3 separate regions of the Sus scrofa genome follow, and all the other regions are linked to region 2. Evidence: chromatin contacts called from public HiChIP or PLAC-seq data. All regions are on one chromosome and are shown on one strand. The core of a region is the stretch at or near the end of the contact, and the rest is flanking DNA. Distances in the headings are between cores, read along the strand shown. Region 1 holds the start of DLAT (dihydrolipoamide S-acetyltransferase). Region 2 holds the start of PTS (6-pyruvoyl tetrahydrobiopterin synthase). Region 3 holds the start of C9H11orf57.

Region 1 (3,704 bases), core at 1,173-3,672, 180 kb before region 2:
TATGGAAGTTTCCAGGCAAGGGGTCCAGTTGGAGCTATAGCTGCCAGCCTACTCCACAGCCACAGCAATGCAGAACCCAAGCCTCATCTGTGATCTATACCATAGCTCACTGCAACACTGGATCCCCAACCCACTGAGCAAGGCCAGGGTTGGAACTCACATCCTCATGGATACTAGTTGAATTCATTTCCACTGTGTCACAAATGGGAACTCCTGCCTTTCCATTTAATCTGGGAATTTCCTCAGTTGTATTGCCTACATACTATTCTGTTAGCCAACTGAGCTTAATCTTTCTCTCCTTTTTGAATAGTTGCATTTTTCCAACTACTTTTGTTATAAAGATACTAAAACTTTTTTTTACTTTGTTTTGGATGCCGTAAGGATATTAGACTACAATTTTGAAGAAGGATGTAAATATTTCCCCCGATTCTTATTTTCTACTAGATTGCCATCTCTAAAAACAACCAATATTCAGTGCCCCCAATGAGTGCATCTCCTTCTCTTCAGTCTCATTAACAGTGACATTTTAGACTTTTTTTTTTTAGGGCCGAACCTGCAGCATAAGGAAGTTCCCAGGCTAGGAGTCGAATTGGAGCTGCAATGACAGATCCTTAACCCACTGAGGAGGCCAGGGATTGAACCTGCATCCTCATGGATACTAGCTGAGTTCATAACCCATTGAGCCTCAATGGGAACTCCGAGATTTTAGAGTTTTTTCAAGTTTCCAATTTAAATAGGCATGAAATATTATTATTAATATTATTATTATTATCTCTTGGCTATCTTATTTTTTCAAATGCTTAATTACTAGCAAAGTTGAACATGTTTTCAACTGTTGGTTTTTCCTCTATCTTGTGTTCTTGATGTTCTCTAACCATCTGTTCACTGAAGACTTGGGAATTATAAATGCAGTATGTGCTTCCCTTCTGGTCTAATGCCACCCCCAGCTCAGAAATGAGATATTTTCTAATTATAGGGTGATAACCCTACAGTAGAAGTGTACCTAACAAAAGTAGGTAGAAGGAATTTTATGGCAAACCAGAATCTCAAGTCTGTTTGGTAAACCTGTATCTTCATACAAATATGTCTAATCCTGCTACAGTACTCCTGAATGTGGGAATGTATCTTCCTCTCGCCTGCCTTTCACACACTGGCTGGAAAAACTGTTCAACCCAGTTTCCTGTTGTGTTAGAGGTCTAAAATTAAATCTTTGTAACCCAGGAGTTCCCCTCCTGGCTCAGCAAAAACTAATCTGACTAGCATCCATGAGGGCCCAGGTTTGATCCCTGGCCTCGCTCAGTGGGTTAAGGATCCAGCGTTGCCGCTTAGTTGTGGCTTAGGTGGCAATGAGGCTCAGATCTGGAGTTGCAGCTGTGGTGTAGGCCGGCGGCTGCAGCTCTGATTCTGGCCCTAGCCTGGGAACCTCCATGTGCCTCAGGCGCGGCCCTAAAAAGACAAAAACCAGGGAGTTCCCGTCGTGGCGCAGTGGTTAACGAATCCGACTAGGAACCATGAGGTTGCGGGTTCGGTCCCTGCCCTTGCTCAGTGGGTTAACGATCCGGCGTTGCCGTGAGCTGTGGTGTAGGTCGCAGACGCGGCTCGGATCCAGCGTTGCTGTGGCTCTGGCGTAGGCCGGTGGCTACAGCTCCGATTCAACCCCTGGCCTGGGAACCTCCATATGCCGCGGGAGCGGCCCAAGAAATAGCAACAACAACAACAAAAAAGACAAAAAAAAAAAAAAAAAAAAAAAAAAACCAGAACCAAAAGAACAAAAAAACCTTTGTAACTCAGCACAGCCTGCGCAGAGCAAGACCCCATACCTAGTGGCCCTTGGGTGTGCAGAGGGCATTGCGGGAGCACCGAGATGCCTATAGGGCATCCCTGCCTAGTGTCAACGCAGGAGCGCCTGGACCCCGCCCCTCAGCTGCCAGCTCTCGGCGCCCAACAGGTCCTCTTCTCATTTTTCCCTCAAGTCGGGGCCACGCCCCTCAGCCCACTTCAGGCCCCTTTCCCTGTATCAGTGGGGTGTCTCCTTTTTCGGCCTTTCCCTTTCGGCCAGGCCCTTCACTGCGCTTGGGTCCCATTCTGCGAAATGCCGCCACCACTACGACCCTACCACCTTCCGCTTCTCTCCAAATTAATCTTTCCAAACTCGGCCTGCGTGGGCTCCGCTGGAATGTCCTTGTCCCTCGTAGTTTCAGTGTAGCCGCCCCAATCAGCTCTCGGCCACCCTTTACCCCATTCCCTGGAGAAGAGGGTAGGTTTCACACATTTCTGGACCGCGGAGGGGGTTGGGTGAACCTTTGAAGCCCATTTTACGACAACGTGCGGCTGGGCGGCGCGGCTGACGGCAACGCCGCGCGCTTCTTGGAGAGGTCACTCCGGAGACGGCGTTGGTTTTGGGGTGTGGGGTCGGTGGCACTATGTGGCGCGTGTGTGCGCGACGGGCCCAGAATGCAGCCCCAAGGGCAGGATTCGGGGCACGGTGGACGGCTTTGCGGGAGGAGCCAGGAGCTCCGTGCGCGGCCCCTCGGGCTGGCTCTGTTCCGGCTCGTTGCAGCAGCACGACTAGAGGGTATGGCAGGAGCCGGGCACTCTGCGGCTGGAGCGCCAGCTCGTGGGCCACACCTCAGAATCGTATCCTACTGCAGCTTTGGGGGTCTCCTAACCGCCGCTGGTATAGCCTCCCCCCGCATCAGAAGGTGAGCCCCAGACATGTTCTTCGCGGGACCCCGTTGTCCTTCATGCAGACTTGTTGGCTTCGGGTACTTTCTCAGAGGCCTCAGTGATCCCCCCTCCCCCCTGTCCCTTAGTATACTGTTTCTCACGGTCCTTTCTCCAGTACCCAGCTTTGCTGTAGCTCTGAAACGTCGCTCTCCTAATCTATTCCATTGATGGAAGAGCTCCAGGCTTCCCTCTCCTGACATGTTACTTTGAAAGAAGAACCCCAAGCCCGGGGCTCTGTGTGGAATGTCTGCTGAGTGTGTGCTCTGTTAGATTCACTTAGGACTGTGGAGCGGGAAATCTGTTACTGGAGAGCTGGTGACTGGAATTCTCTTTATATCCCTAGTACTGAGTGTGTGATGGGATTCGGACTTTGCGTTAAATTAAATTGAATTCATTGGAACGTTAAACCAGTTTGAGAGTTGGGTAGCTCTTTTTAAATTCAATGTTGCTCCTTTTTCTCTTCCAGGTTCCATTGCCTTCTCTTTCCCCCACAATGCAGGCAGGGACCATAGCCCGTTGGGAAAAAAAGGAAGGGGACAAAATCAATGAGGGTGAACTAATTGCAGAGGTAAGTTGTTTTAAAATATGCAAATTAGGAGCTGGCTTAGCTAAACTGAGCATTAATTTTCAGAGTGGGTCGTGTCATCCCTTTTGCTTAAGAGACTGAAATTTTTTTTACAACTTTATTAGAGAAGATTGGTTGCTTGAGTTAGCAGCCGCTAGCCACACTAATTTGCAGCTAAGATGTTTTTAATAGTAATTCATCTCTTTCAAAAATTTTTTAAAATTATAGTTTATTTAAATAATTCCTTGTTTCAAACCTGTGATGGAGGCTTTGTTTTCACATGATTGTTAAACTATATGATTTGATTTTATTCTTTTTTTAATGGCTGCTCCTGAGCTAGGGATTGAGCCTGTGCCTCTGCAGCCACCAAAGCCACTGCCGTCGGATTCCTTCTTTTTCTTTTTCTTTTTTT
Region 2 (3,893 bases), core at 389-2,888:
CAGAAAGTTCTGGAAATTGAGCATATGACTGAGACATAAAGCTTAGGCAGGGCCTCTTCCTCTCCCTGAGTCCAACTTACCACTGGGCAATGTCCTGAGACTCAAGGAAAGGGAGTATACAAGTGAGGGGAAAGGGATTAGGGGGCTCCCTAGTGACCCGTCTTAACCACGTCTGCAAAGATACTATTTCCAAATAAAACCATATTCTGGGGGGGGGGTACAATTCAATCTGTAGCAGTGTGACTGAGGGTAAATTTGGTGAGTGCCTTTATATAGAATCGACTTTAATAAAATAGAGCAAAAATTCTGCAAATGCAATGATTTTTATTAAAGCAAACAGCAATTTCTCCAAAATTATACCCTTTTAAAATTTTATTTTGATTCTTTAAATCGTTTTTGAAACAAGTGAGGCATTTGTGTAATCGTTAGAGTATCTATGATGTAGTCAGTGCCTGGGGGAACACTGTTTACATTATAAGTGATCTTGGGTAAGTAATTCATTTATAGTAGGCCTGTATTTTCTTATCTGTGAGAGGACTGAGTTAGATTTTGGGTCTCTACCTCAAAAATCTCTGGTTTGGAGTTCCCATCGTGGCACAGCGGAAATGAATCTGACTAGGAACCATGAGGTTGCGGTTCGATCCCTGGCCTCCCTCAATGGGTTAAGGATCTGGCATTGCCGTGAACTGTGGTGTAGGCCATAGATATGGCTTGGATGCTGTGTTGCTGTGGCTGTGGCATAGGCCCTTGGCAACAGCTCTGATTAGACCCCTAGCCTGGGAACCTCCATGTGCCGCAGGTGCGGCCCTAAAAAAAGGACAAAAGACAAAAAACAAAACAAAACAAAACTCTGGTTTATAATTATTCAAAGTTCTTTTACAGTCCAGTGGAGGAGAGGAGAAAAAACTTGAAAATGTGTGAGGAATATTTGCTACATAACATATTAATAATAACGATAATGCAGAATGAACAACATATATAGCTGGAGACAGGAGACATTTGAGAGAAATCATTGGGGCTTATATTTCTGCCATGCCCATGATTTTATCTATTTCCAGTGCCTGGAACATGCCAGCAACATAGTACACACTCGGTAACTAATGAAAGGATGAAGGGAGGCAAGAGATGACATGGTGCATGCTGGCAACTCTAAGTAGTTTGATCACTCCTTAGGAGTAGATGTGAGGAAACAAGATCCTATCACTCCGAGGTGTCTGCGGTGAACAGAAAATTGCTAATGTGTGTATGTTCATGGGTGCATGTGCTTACACTGTGGCAACCAAGTGATAAATGGGTCCATGCAGGAATGTGGACGATAAGGACAGCTTGAGAACTCCCCTTTGTTCCAAACAGTCCAAAGGTAATATCGGTTCTGAAGACCACGTGGTCCTACACGTGCCCTCAAATTTCTCCGCCTTTTAAGCTATAAGTAGACTGGTCCTGGGACTCATCTCATCCTGCCACTGGAGGTTTACACCGTAACCCTGGGCTTTCCAGAAGCGAGTGGGAAGGGCGGCTCAATGAAGTCCCTCCCTGATTCAAAGTAGGCCCACGCGCACCCTAACTGCACGACGTGGCCTCAGGTTTAGCGGACAGAAAAATGAAGGCCACCAGACCCCATCTACTCTAAGGCACGCCCAGCTCTGTGAGCTCTTGCTCTCCCGAGATAACGGAAAGCCCGGTGCGGCCTCCAAGCCGGCAGAGGGAGCTCAGCCGCAGGGCGCTTCCGGGGCGCCTGCCGCACTGCGCAGCCGCGGAGGGAGGCCCCGCCCATTCCCCCAGGCAGGCGGCGGCCCCGGGGCAGGAGGCTCGGCCTTGCCTCGCGGGCGGAATGAGGAGCGACGCTGACTCAGGCCCCCACCGGCGGGCGCGAGTGTCCCGCCTCGCGTCCTTCAGCGCGTCCCATCGGCTCCACAGGTGGGTGTGCCCACGGTGAGAGTAGCGAGGGCGGGGCCTTCGAGGCCTGGGCCTAGGAGGGCCTGGCGCCCGGACGTCGGGGGTCGGCCGGGGTACCCTACGTTGAATAGGCGGGGCGCGCGGCGGGGCGGGGGCGCGCGGCGGCGGGGCGGGGGGGCGCGCGGCGGGGGCGGGGGCGCGCGGCGGGGCGGGGGCGCGCGGCGGGGCGGGGGCGCGCGGCGGGGCGGGGGCGCTGGGTGCCTTCTTAGGGCCGCCGGGCCTCGTCGACCACCTAAGAGCCGTGATAGCGAGTTGACCAGGCTCCAGAGGGGCTGTGCAGTGACTGCGGAGGGCGACGGCCCAGGGTACGCAGCCCGGAGGGTCCTCTCGCTGGCTCTGCGACCTGAACGTACTTCTTGGTCCCTCGGATTGCTCTAATTTAGCTTAGAGGGTCGCTGTGACCTTCAAAGGAGTTGAGCTCGCCCACGTTACGCGGTACCCGGCACATCGTAAACACTCAGTTCATGTTAGCTGCTGTTATGTCAGGAGCATTGGCAAGCAGCACAGTTGGGATTGAACCCAGAGTACTCAGACTGCTGGGTCGAATTGAAGAGTTGATTTTGAGGGGATATTTGCCACTTAGTAGAAGGCTCCACTCTCTGAGCATCTGTTTCCTCCTCTGTGAAACCAGGATAATAATTTCTACCTAAGAGGATTGATGCATTCATTCACAGGACAGGTATTTTTTGTCAGGTCTTGGGCTAGGTAACAGGCATGCAGCAGTGATCAAGACCTGTCTTAGCCTTACTTCTGGAATGTACAAACTGGCCAATTTTTTGGAGGGTAGAGTGAGGTAATTTTGTGCAGAAGCTTTGTGAATTGTGGCACGTGGAATGTAAGAAGTGGGTGAGCAGGAGAGAATGAGGAAAGTAATAGTGTCTCACAGAGAAAGGGGTTATTTAATAGGAAGCTCAAACATGTGAGGGTTGTAGAGCCTCCTTGCAGATGCACTGTTGATTGGACAGGTATAAATATAAAAATCCGTTGAGAAAATTGTTCTCTGTTTAGAACATACGCTGAGTATCGTAATTTTATTTTATTTTTATTATTATTATTTTTGTCTTTAGGGCCACACCTGTGGCATTTGGAGGTTCCCAGGCCTAGGGGTCAAATCAGAGCCGTAGCTGCTGGCCTACACCACAGCCACAGCAATGCCAGATCTGAGCCGCATCTCAACCTACAGCACAGCTCATGGCACTGCCACATCCTTAACCCACTGAGCCCTAGGCCAGGGATTGAACCTGTGTCCTCATGGATGCTAGTCAGATTCATTTCCCTGAGCCACGATGGGAACTCCTCCATGAGTATTGTAATTTTAAAGTTTCACCTAACTCGAATACTCCTCAATGTACAGGTGAAGTTATCAATATTAGGCAATAGTTGAGGGATAATAAAAACGTTTTAAAGGAAAGGTCAGAGATTGTTTTTTGGGAGGAATGAGATTTTAAGCCAGTTGAAAACAAACTTTTTTTTTTTTTTTTTAAATAATTACCATGTGCTTTTGCTTCATTCAGTCGGTGCCTAGTAATATAGTAAATGTTGAGTCGAAAAATGCAAGGGCCTTGAGCAGATTAGTTATTGAAATCTTGCTGTGGATCAAGGATGTTGAATTTATTTTTGCTAATTTGTATGGTATAGTAGTCTAATTAGGGGACATACTCTGGTTCCTGACATAAAATTAAGTAATCAAGTCAAATTGTAACTCTCCATTTGGTGAGCTAAAGAATAATAAATTGTGAAAATTTTCAAAGGCTAGAGCAGACGATAAGTGTAGAGAACAGAGAAGGTGTCTGAAATGTGTCATGTTGACTTTTTTTTTTTTTAAATTAGCAAATCTCTCAGTAATGAAGAAAACTTGAAACTCTTTGGGAAATGCAACAATCCAAATGGCCATGGGCACAATTATAAAGGTGAGAGAAAAACGGGTGAAATTTTCA
Region 3 (4,026 bases), core at 774-3,273, 140 kb before region 2:
TAATATCCTCAAGGTAAACTAATCACTGAATTTGAAGAGTGAGAACTTTAGGCTCCAAGTAAGTCATTTCATGTATTAAAACTGCATTTGAAAAATTGTAAGAAATTATCGTTACCCTATTTCTCTAAGCTACTGGACTTTCATCAAGCATCCAGTTGCCATTCCCAGAGGAAGTGGGAGGAGAGAGTAGGAACTGAGCCAAGCAGCTGTTCCAGTTGAATTTGACCCTATTCCACCACTTCCTTACCTCCCCAACTAAATAAGTTCTCTTCATTTGAAAAACCTCCAACTCTGTTTTTCTCTATTAAATATTTACCTTTTATTTTCATTCTAGCAGGAAATGGTTAATTTTGAGATCTCCAAAATGTGTCAGATATGAATTTCCCATTCTTACTCCTTTAACACAATCGTCCACACTACATTTAATTTCTTTTTTTCTTTTTTTTGGTCTTTTTTAGGACCACACCCATGGCTTATGGAAGTTCCCAGGCTAGGGGTTGAATCAGAGCTGTAGCTGCTGGCCTACACCACAGTCACAGAAATGCTGGATCCTTCACACACTGAGCGAGGCCAGGGTTTGAACCCACGTCCTCATGGATACTAGTTAGGTTCATTACCACTAAGCCACGAAGGGAACTCCTTAATTTCCTTTTAGAGTGGAAGTTTCTCTCAAGTTTTGTGTTGAAGTAGCAATAGCTAAGGGTAAGTCATTCTCTGGTTACTCCAGGACCATCTAATTCAGGATTTCCCTTTCTCTGGGCATCAACTCTACATACCAGGATCCTGGTTTGCAGACAGAGCCATGGTTCTGGGGCCGCACAGAGCTGTTTCCCCTCTTTCAGCTGCTGTTGAATGAACTTCTCATAGCTCTCAGGGTTACTTTCAGCCAGATCATCTAGAAGGTTCCAGAGTTGAGTAACTTGGGTGAGCAGACCTTTTGAGGATTTCTCCATGATTGAGATGAATTAGGCCTCTTAAATCTGTGGAAAGACATTTGAGGGAAAAAAGGTCTACTGATTCATTTATTTTTGGGGGGAGGAGGAATACGTCAGGAATTGTTTTGTTGAAGTTAGCAACTATCCTTAATACCTGTGTCTAAAAGACTGTGGCTCAGCACCATTTTATCTTTTCCTTATTCTCTAATTATCTAGTACCACTTCCTACATTCTCAAGATGTTCCCTCAGATAATAAGGCCTTACCTCTGTCTAGAGCCTCAAAAACCCTAAGGGGACAGAGTAATCTTTTAAAGTTTGGATTTCCTGGAATTTTCTTGTTCCAGTATCCTGGTATTAGCTAAGTGGTGCCTATCCAGTTCCTTTATTTGCTAGAGGTGTGCTGTGGATTGAAGGCTACACAAGACTTCCTCAATCTTTGGTATAATCTAGTAGTTAACAGCATGGACTCTGCAGACAGAATGCATAGAATTCCAGTTTTAGCTCTATCCATCACTTACTAGCTGTGTGATTTGAGCATTTAATTTACATACATGTATCAGTTTATTCCCCTCTAAATGAAGACAATAATACCTATCTCGTAGGGTTATCGTGAGGATTAAGTAAGGTAACACAGAGAGGCTGAACACTTGCTAAGCCTTACATAAGAATAGTAATATTCTCTCCATGACTTGAGGTAACCTTCCTCCCTCCTCCTTCCCCTCAATGGAGACGTGTCCCATAGCATCGACAGAATGAGGAAAAGAGTAAGTTTGGGTTGCCTGAACACTACAGGAAGGTTAGACTAAAAGGGAAATGTAACTGTCTTTCCAGAGGTCGGCAAACCCACCTCCTCTCTTGGTTTCCTGACAAACCGCGACGCCTGTTACCGGGGTAACCATCTTGGTACAACATCTAATTGGGTCCGGGAAGCTCCAGGCAGAAAGTTCTTTTTACACCTAGTTCCGGAATCTTCTCCTTCTGGTGCTGGGCTTGCTTTCTGGCTGAGCCCGACCCACTTCTTTTCCAGGAGGGCGCTCACCTCCCTTTCTGCACCTGTTGACCTCTACAGTGTCCTGGAAACCCTCCTGTGGGAGTCTCTGTGACTCCTGTTGGTGGGAAGAATTTCTTAGGGGCACGACTTCCGGCCTGAAAAGGAAGTCGGCTTCCTTCTCCCCCAGATCCCTTCCTCCCCCTGCCCCCGTCACGCGAGGCTGCGGCGCACGGTATGGGTGTGTTTGTGTGTGTTTCTGTGGGGAGGGTGTTTGGAGGGAAGGTTACCGGGAGCTCCGCGGCCGCTGGGGGGCAGGGGTGCCGGTGACGAAGATGGGGGTATTTTCTGTGTCTTCCACTTGGAAGCCTCAATCCCCTCTTCAGCCACTCTAGGTACTTTTTGGGGCCCAGTCGAGGGGCGTCCCCGGCCAAAGCGTCCCCATCCTTTTGGGAAGGCGGAACCCAACCTCGGGGCCGTCCCAGAGGAGCGTGAGCGGGGAGTGCGCTAGCCAACTTGGCCGTCCGGATTCCGAGCCAGAGCAGCCTCCGGCCTCAGTCCGGAGAAAAATCTGCCTGTCGGCCTGGGCTGGGGAGAGGCGGCGGTGGCGAGGCCCACGGGTGAGGGCGGAATAACCGGTGGGAAGGCTGCGTTTTCACGAAGGACTCGGGTGAAGCTGCAGAGCTGCCTTTGAGCCCTGACTCCTTGGCTTCCTGGGTCGGAGGAGATCTTGTAATGGAGTGGTTCTTCGTCTCACACTAACAAGATGCCTGATTTCCTCAGGATCAAGGGGTGAGTGAGCGGTGGGGTGGTTGCACAAAGCCCTTGCTGGCTACACACGTGAATATCCCTGTCCTCTGTTTTTTGGAGGTTTCTGTCCAAAGTAGAATATAAGATACCCTTGAATGGAGAAATTTAGGGCATCTCGGCATTCGATGTTTTTAGACGTCAATTTTTGTTACTGTTGACATTTGTTTCGCTGACATTCTCAAATCTAGGTATTTACTTAATTGCAGACTAATTTTGGGATTCAAAAACTGGTTTCTAATCTAGACCTCGTTTGCCTTGGAATATGTGGCCTGGGGCAAGTTATAGCTTTAAGAGAATTTCACCTACGAAATAGGAATGAAGATACCTGCCTCATCTAAAACAATTACTTTGAGAATTAAATGATGTTCCTCAAAGCACTTAATTTGTGCAGTTTGAAAGAACTCCAGTGGTCATTACCTCCTTTCGTCCTCACATTGGTGTGGTCAGGTGTTTTCCCCTTTAGTGGTGAAGGAAAAACTATTCTGCACGACCTGTGACTTCAGTGATTTTCCCTTTAACTCATGCTTTATTAAAACACAGTAATAAAAATAAGGTAACATAGTGAATTATTATTAAAAGTTACTTATCGATTCATTTCAGATTGAAGAATGTCCCGAGTTCCCTTGGGGAAAGTCCTCCTGAGGAATGTCATCCGGCACACAGATGCTCACAATAAGGTGAGAGGTCCAACCTTGTGATTCCTCTTGCTTAATGAGGGCATACAGTGTGCCGTAAATTATTTTGGTACAGTTGGGAGATACATGATAAATCAAATAGAATTAGAATATAATTTGATAAGTATAATGGAGACATATACAAAGTGCTTTCATGCACTGAGGAAGGAATAATGAAATCTGCCTTGGGGAATTAGGAAAGGCTTCATAGAATGGGTGGTATTTGAGCTTCTGATATTTGAACTGGTTCTTGATGAGCAGGCTCTAGTGTACCAGGTGGAAAACATTATTCAGGGCAGAGGGAAAGTCATGCACTAGCATATACAAGGAGCGTAAAGAACTTGGGGCAAGAGATTGTATGTATCCAGAGAGAAGAGAAGGGGGACCAGGGGCGGGGGGGGGATGGCAGAAGATGAGGTCTGAGTGGTAAATTACAGTTAGATTTTGGTGCTTAGAGATTAGACTTTTTCCTCGAGGCAGAAAAGAAACCATCACATTTTTTGTGTTTGTTTTAATTTGTTATGAGAATTTTTTTTTAAAATGTCTTTTTCTTTTCTTTTTTTGTGTGTTTTTGCCATTTCTTGGGCCGCTCCCGCCACATATGGAGGTTCCCAGGCT

Evidence for each region. HiChIP or PLAC-seq counts read pairs in DNA pulled down with a chosen protein or histone mark.
Region 1: a contact with region 2 is called in an H3K27ac HiChIP or PLAC-seq map of alveolar macrophages. The contact joins the promoter of DLAT here to the promoter of PTS in region 2. A contact is called at or near these places in 2 of 5 promoter capture datasets (fetal liver and liver) and 1 of 2 datasets of contacts at active chromatin or transcription factors (alveolar macrophages).
Region 3: an H3K27ac HiChIP or PLAC-seq map of alveolar macrophages shows a contact between it and region 2. The contact joins the promoter of C9H11orf57 here to the promoter of PTS in region 2. A contact is called at or near these places in 1 of 5 promoter capture datasets (fetal liver), 4 of 47 Hi-C or Micro-C datasets (embryonic fibroblasts, epiblast stem cells, fetal skeletal muscle and 1 more) and 1 of 2 datasets of contacts at active chromatin or transcription factors (alveolar macrophages).

What each region holds. Positions count from the first base shown.
Region 1 is chr9:39,736,217-39,739,920 of Sscrofa11.1, forward strand. It overlaps DLAT (dihydrolipoamide S-acetyltransferase), which reads left to right and starts at 2,423. Exons shown (of 16, transcript NM_213994.1): 1 at 2,423-2,613; 2 at 2,615-2,620; 3 at 2,623-2,702; 4 at 3,194-3,295. The coding sequence starts at 2,424.
Region 2 is chr9:39,918,519-39,922,411 of Sscrofa11.1, forward strand. It overlaps PTS (6-pyruvoyl tetrahydrobiopterin synthase), which reads left to right and starts at 1,639. Exons shown (of 6, transcript XM_005667339.3): 1 at 1,639-1,917; 2 at 3,787-3,866. The coding sequence starts at 1,832.
Region 3 is chr9:39,773,556-39,777,581 of Sscrofa11.1, forward strand. It overlaps C9H11orf57, which reads left to right and starts at 2,024. Exons shown (of 6, transcript XM_021062781.1): 1 at 2,024-2,159; 2 at 3,335-3,411. The coding sequence starts at 3,343. PIH1D2 (PIH1 domain-containing protein 2) reads right to left here and starts at 1,922. Exons shown (of 7, transcript XM_021062782.1): 1 at 1,784-1,922; 2 at 777-980. The coding sequence starts at 953.